Linked DNA regions of Mus musculus: region 1 is linked to region 2. A link is a contact called in public HiChIP or PLAC-seq data. All regions are on one chromosome and are shown on one strand. The core of a region is the stretch at or near the end of the contact, and the rest is flanking DNA. Distances in the headings are between cores, read along the strand shown. Region 1 has its middle 100 kb from the start of Mmrn1. Region 2 has its middle 50 kb from the start of Mmrn1.

Region 1 (3,465 bases), core at 218-2,717, 54 kb after region 2:
CCTTTTATTGGCTTCAGTTCGCATGTTCGATAGTCTACTGATCCTCTTCTAGATGTGTTTCCACAGGCTCCTGTCTTTAATGCTTTCAAACAGATGCTTTCAAACAGATGATGGCAAAATACAGTAGGTTTAGGTAAATTACCAAGGTTTCTTGATATAGAAGGAGCAATGGCTTTCCTGTGTTGAAAGGCAAGGAGTTTGCTAGCCATGCTGTTGGTTGTTCACATGAATATCACAGCCAAGATGGAAGCATTTAAGCAGGCAGCTACCCCTGCTTTAGAGCCTGTGTTTATCTTGCCCTTGCTCCAGCCATTATCCACCAGGCCATAGAAGCAAGTCATCCCTTTTCCACATTCATTCTCAACTCCTCCCTCATTCCTAGATGGCCTCATTATAGGAATCTGAATCCAGAAAGTCGGTGAGCCAAATACACCAGTTAAAATAACAGCCATAAAGTGCAGGAAACATGAACAGCACCATTTGCAAACAAATGATTTCCTTTCCTTCCCAGAGTCACAGGCTGTAACTGCCACAAACAGAGTCTTTATTCAAGTGTCAGGTCTCAAATCTGGGACAAATGGCTGAGATATCAAGCCAGACCCTGACCACTAGTTTCTCCCAGCATCTCTTCCTTACAGGATTGCATTCTTTACCCCTATCCTCAACTTCCCCAGCCCCGGGGCTAGGCTGTCTTTACTCCAGATGCTCTGCCCTATATGATCGAGCCATTTCTCTCCTGTTTCTTTTGCCTATTCTTCACCCTCTGGTCTGTTGGTCAGTCTCTTGACCTAGGCCACTTCTCTTGGTCAGTGGCTCTTCTTCCCTCTCCCTCCAACCTCTCCTCACATGGCCCAGCTCAGGGTCATGTTCACTTTGGACTCTGCCAAGTGTCTCTTTTATAGTTATGCTCTTTTATCTAAGAAATTTTCTCCTCCACCATACCTAGGAGCAGTCATGGTCTTTTTTTATTATTTTTTTCTTTTCATTAAAAGCAAAAACTATATCTCTGCAAGAACAAAGTATATATTGGCCACTGTATGAGGCACTAAGAAACTCTCTATCACTGCTGCATTTATTGTTGAGTTTCGGACACCATCCTCCTAAATCCCACCCAAGTGGAACAAACAGCTAAGGTGCATATTTGACAGACAAAAACAGACCTGGCCTTCAGTTTCTCCCAGCATCTCTCAGTCCCTACCTGGTGTACCAGGCCCTCTACCCTGAACTTTCCGGACCAGGGGCTGTGCTGCCCTTCCTTATATAACCCAGATATTTTGAACTCTCCACCCTTCATCTCTTTTTTCTCCCTCTCTCTATGAGCACTTTCTTTCTCTCCCTTTCCATGGTGATTTTCCTATCTAGCCACCTTCCTTGCGGGCATTCAACTTGCCCACATGTAGCCTCCAACAAGCCTAAAGCAGGCTGAGTCAGAACTTGACCTTGCTGCCACTGAGGAGATTATCTAGGGTGGAGCCTTCCTCCCTAGATCATTCTATTGTTCAGCCACTGAAGCTGTTCCTCTTCAAGATACTGCTACCTGCTGAGAGCCCCCTCCCACCATCTATTCCGGAGACTACGCCCTATCCTGCACGTCATCACCTGCAGCTGGTTCCAGGCTCCAAGGATGAATTGGCAGGAATGGGTCTCCCCCCTCCTTTGTAAAGCGTGTCCACCATTAAACGTTTGAACCTTGAGCAGACTAGTTGTCTTGGTTCCATTATTTCTCAACCTGCCTAGGCTCCTTCTTTTCTTTCAGTTCCAAGTTGCCTTCCAGGCTCGAACCCGGATATGAGAGCCACAGGCTGGCCCCAATACCCACTGAAGAGCAGCTTCCCAATAAACCTATGTTAATATATATTTGAATCTGAATTAGCTTGTTTTACCAGCATAGAAATAACTTATATATTTCCTGGGGAATGGGAAAGAAAGAAAGAAATCTGGGCAAGGTAAAAGAGCTAACACAGGTGAGACTCCAGCAATAAATATCTTACCATATGAGAGAACAGCCTTGATTTGAGAGGGATGAGATAGGCTGATTTCAAGACAGGCTTCAAATTGGCAGTTAGGAAGACTAGGCCTATTCTAAGGAGGAATGAAGTATCCACACGTTGGCTTTTCCTCTTCTTGATTTTCTTGTGTTTTGCAAATTGTATCTTGGGTATTCTAAGTTTCTGGGCTAATATCCACTTATCAGTGAGTGCATATCTAATGACTTCTTTTGTGATTGGGTTACCTCACTAAGGATGATATCCTCCAGATACATCCACTTGCCCAATAATTTCATAAATTCATTGTTTTTAATAGCTGAGTAGTACTCCATTGTGTAAATATACCACATTTTCTGTATCCATTCCTCTGTTGAGGGGCATCTGGGTTCTTTCCAGCTTCTGGCTATTATAAATAAGGCTGCTATGAACATAGTGGAGCATGTGTCCTTCTTACCAGTTGGAACATCTTCTGGGTATATGCCCAGGAGAGGTATTGCTGGATCTTCAAAATATTGCTGGATCTACAAAATACCCATGAAAGGAGTTACAGAGACAAAGTTTGGAGCTAAGACAAAAAGATGGACTATCCAGAGACTACCCTATCCGGGGATTCATCCTATTATTAGCCACCAAACCCAGACACTACTGCATATGCCAGCAAGATTTTGCTGAAGGGACCCTGATATAGCTGTCTCGTATGAGGCTATGCCAGTGCCTGGCAAATACAGAAGTAGATGCTCACATCTATACGATGAAACACAGGGCCCCTAATGGAGAAGCTAGAGAACGCACCCAAGGAGCTGAAGGGGTCTGCAACCCTATAGGTGGAACAACAATATGAACTAATCAGTACCCCCAGAGCTCGTTTCTCTAGCTTCATATGTAGCAGATGATGGCCTAGTCGGCCATCATTTGAAAGAGAGGCCCCTTGGTATTGCAAACTTTATATGCCCCAGTACAGGGGACTGCCAGGGCCAAGAAGTGGGAGTGAGTGGGTAGGAGAGCAGGGTGGGGGGAGGGTACAGGGAATTTTCGGGATAGCATTTGAAATGTAAATAAAGAAAATATCTAATAAAAAAAAAGAATTAAAACAAAACAAAAACAAAAACAAAAGACTAGGCCTAAATCTGTTTCCAAGAACTGGGCAAGTCCAGACAAGCCCAGGAAAGTCAGTTACTGAAAAGCAAACAAATGAAAATGAAAACAAAAACAAAATCAAAACCAAAAACAAAACAGGCTTCCAGCAGCTAGTCAGAAGCTGCCCCACTACCTAGGCTGAGGCAAGGATGGGGGTCAGCAACAGTTTCCAGTCCCACTCCCTGGTAATGGTTCTGGAATTTCTAGAGAGATGAACCCAACAGATTAAGATAGAGGTTACCTACCCTGGAATTCCCCCAATGTGCTTTAAATTGGACCTGTGAGCCCACTTTGCGGTCTCTCTATCTTGGTAATGCAGGACCCCAGCATGTTGAACTTC
Region 2 (3,372 bases), core at 560-3,059:
AGAGAGAGAGAGAGAGAGAATTCTTGATTGTATAAGACAGAGCCTCTGGGAGAAAAGCAGCCCTACCCTGGGCTGGAATGTTCAGTGTTAGAGCAGGGTAAGCTGGGAGAACATGGAGGCCAGGTCAGCTTTGATATGTAAAATATGTACCTTAGTCTCTTGTCCCTGGGGTCTAAAACCAAATGTCCAAGCATTTTGTTGATTAAAAAATAAATAAGGGATGACGCAATTGCCTATGACTATTTCCTGCTGACTTTGGGATGCTTGTTTTGGAGATGTGGGCAAAAAGCTGGAATGTTGGGAAGAGCTGGTTGTTTCACTTCTGTCCAGGACCTGTGGAACCATCTGGCTGTTAGGAAAGTGCACATCCAGTTTTAAGTCTTTGTGAGTGTAGACAGGAGTACCTGTAGGTAGCTGTTTTGGAGCTTTTCTGGACACAGGTTCAGGAGGAACACCTGGATATTAGGGGCAGAAGATAAAGTTAAGGGGTTTAGGGAGAAAAAGGTTTTTTATTTTATTTTATTTTATTTTATTTTATTTATTTATTTATTTATTTGTTTATTTATTTATTTATTTTTGGATATGTGTTTGAAACTCTTAGCGCAGGGTCTTGGGACTTGGAGGAGTGGTGGTGGTTCCAAGGACCAGGGAAATAAATCCCACCCTCAAGCATAGGCAGGTGGGAAAGAAACAGGATGTTTGTTAATTGACAGTAATTATCTTGAGTCAATTTTGATCAATTTTGAGGTGGACTTGAGTGGATTCCCTGAAGCTTACATTTTCTTAGGTTTACAAAAAGATAAGCCCTTCATAAGTGTGTTTCCTAACTTCAAAACACCATTCTAGACCCTCAAACACCTTCCCCAAAGCCTTCGTATCCTCAGACCTTACATAAACTTTTCCTATCCAATTATTTACCATGGGATACAGGTGGTTGATCACTGGGTTCAACCGCCTCAGAGAACTGAGAAGGATATATTGTAATCTAAATGGCCCGTGTGTCAATTAAAATGGCAGACTTACCCATTACCCAGTCACCAACTTCACTGAGTTTCTGTGATGTTGATGGCTTCACTGGGAACACTGGTCCCAGGGCAGAATCAATCTTTGGCTGTCTGGCCCAGCAAATCTGAGACTTCCTGTGGAGGAGGAACTTGAGAGACTGACCTTGTTTTGTCTTAACATTAATCTTTGTGGAATAGAAAATAAGGTAACAATGTCACATAAATAGAGCTAAGAGGTAATACCTTGAGTTGCTTGAACTTGCTTGGTTGGGTTTGCTTATAACTTACAATATACCTAACAAGTATAATGTAAGCAACTTTCTGCCATAGTGAAAGGATTCTTTTAGTAAAAAAAAAAAAAAAAAAAAAAAAAAAAAAAAAAAAGCCAGCACAAAGTGGAAAAGGTGGAAGGGAGATGTTCTTTTGCAGGGATTTCGAGAATCTTGCTTGAAGTTTAGTAGTAAAGACTCAGAGATATCTACATAGTTTAAGGTTTTTGGCCTTTTGCTGAGGCAGTTTCTCAGTGAGCCTCTAACTTAACCTGACTTCTCTTGCCATTGCGTGTCTCTCCACATGGTTCTCACTGCCTATTCCCCAGCTCAATCCTGTCTACCTTTTGTCTTTCTGCGTCTGCCTGACTCTCTCTCTCTCTGTCTCTCTCTCTCTCTCTCTCTGTCTCTCTCTGTCTCTGTCTCTCTCTCTCTCTCTCTCTTTCTCTCTCTCTCTCTCTCCCTCTCTCTCCCTCTCTCTCCCTCTCGCCCAAGCACTGGCTGCCACCAGCTCTTTATTATGCAAATAACCACATTCCTTACTCAACTGGTTAGCTCTGGGGCTACACGGGGGAGGTCACCTTTGCACCCCAGCTTGCCTTACTTTCAAAGGCAGGTGAGGAAGTGACATTTACATACCCTGCTAACCTGGTGCTGCCGCGTCCAATTAATAATTGAAAATACAAGCACACACTTTTTCATATCCAGAATATACCGTATGTGTGGGTCATCCCAAAAGGGTTGAGTTCTAAAGAGACAGTGGGCTTCTTCCTCCTCCAGCTGAAGAGTCAGTCACGGAGAACTCCTCCTGCCATGCTGCTCAGCGAGACCCAGAGTATTTTCCAGATTCTGTCTTCTGACACCGTTCTCTCACGCATGCTTAATAGATAACATGGTGGAGATGAAAAACTATCTATAACAATCTAAAAGCAAATATCCCGTGAGTCGGTGCACGCATGTGCTGAGCGACACTCCCAGAGTCAGGAAGCTGTTCGCCTCAGTCTGCTTCCTTCACGTTCCAGAAGGGCAAAAGTTAATCTTCTTAGGGACTCCTCTTTCTTTTTTGCTTTTGGCCAAACTTGTAGTCCAGAGAATTGAGATTTCCTATTTTAAGAATCCTTTGTTAGGACTAGAGAGATGGCCCTGTTGCTCTTGCAGAGGATCAACAGAACCCACATGGCAGCTCCCAATTACCTATGAAATCCCTGTCCTAGGTGATCAGATGACCTCTTCTAAGAGGTCCTCAATGCACTCTGGCGCGCGCGTGCGCACACACATAATTAATTAGTTAATAAATTAAAGAAACAAGTGTTTGTAAAAACCGTTTGTGCTTAAATATACTCTTTCGCACATTATTCTACCAATCCAAGGGAGAAATATCTCATTTCAAAAGAATGAGCTACTTTTATTTGGACAGTAACAAGTGATTCAAATATGGCATGCAGATTTTGTTGTTGTTTTTGGCTATTTAATCTTCTTGGTATTGTGTTATTTGTTCAAAAAAATATACTATTCCTAAGAATTCTAATTTGCAATTGTAAATACTCAGTTAAATTACACAAACATTTACTTTATATCTTATATACTTCATTTATAAAAAATGTCATTCATTATACATGCATATTAAATATGTATATAATATATTCCCTATCACTTCTATATAACAAATTGTCACTCATTTATTATTAACTATTATGAAACTAGTTAAAGTACATATGCGCATACAATACACAAGCTTTATCATGCACTGTCTGCTGAGTATGAACATAGTAGGAACCTCCCTCAGCTCCTTCAATGAAAACTACTCTTTTATTAGTGTGTCCTTCCTCATTCCAGAAAAATAGTGAGTAGCGTCCTGTCATCATCAAAGCCAATTTCAAATGTAGCAAAAATGTCATCAATCAAAAGCATTTACCTCCCATCTGTTATCTGGGGTACACGTGAGACACATTAAAGTGAAATATAGGCCTGCCTTGCTGGCATGTGCTATTTAGTCAAGTGGCTCTCCTGGGCTTCGCACACAGGCTGCATCAGTCCTAGAAAGGTTATTAAGTACCATTCCTTGGAGCCTTTACCACAGCTTATTGTGAATTCTCCAC

Evidence for each region. HiChIP or PLAC-seq counts read pairs in DNA pulled down with a chosen protein or histone mark.
Region 1: a contact with region 2 is called in an H3K27ac HiChIP or PLAC-seq map of embryonic stem cells, with 20 read pairs. The contact joins two enhancer-like sites. A contact is called at or near these places in 21 of 484 Hi-C or Micro-C datasets (the HPC-7 cell line, cerebellum, embryonic fibroblasts and 4 more), 5 of 115 datasets of contacts at active chromatin or transcription factors (bone marrow-derived dendritic cells and embryonic stem cells) and 1 of 9 other capture datasets (embryonic stem cells).

The regions. Positions count from the first base shown.
Region 1 is chr6:61,046,339-61,049,803 of GRCm38.p6, forward strand. No RefSeq gene overlaps it. Among named protein-coding and RNA genes, the nearest start is that of Mmrn1, 100 kb to the left of the region's middle. Within about 2 kb of position 1,468, at least 8 of the 459 cell types and tissues checked have an H3K27ac peak or open chromatin away from gene starts, as enhancers often do. A contact at or near this core is called in embryonic stem cells, where this site is marked.
Region 2 is chr6:60,992,487-60,995,858 of GRCm38.p6, forward strand. No RefSeq gene overlaps it. Among named protein-coding and RNA genes, the nearest start is that of Mmrn1, 50 kb to the left of the region's middle. Within about 2 kb of position 1,810, at least 17 of the 459 cell types and tissues checked have an H3K27ac peak or open chromatin away from gene starts, as enhancers often do. A contact at or near this core is called in embryonic stem cells, where this site is marked.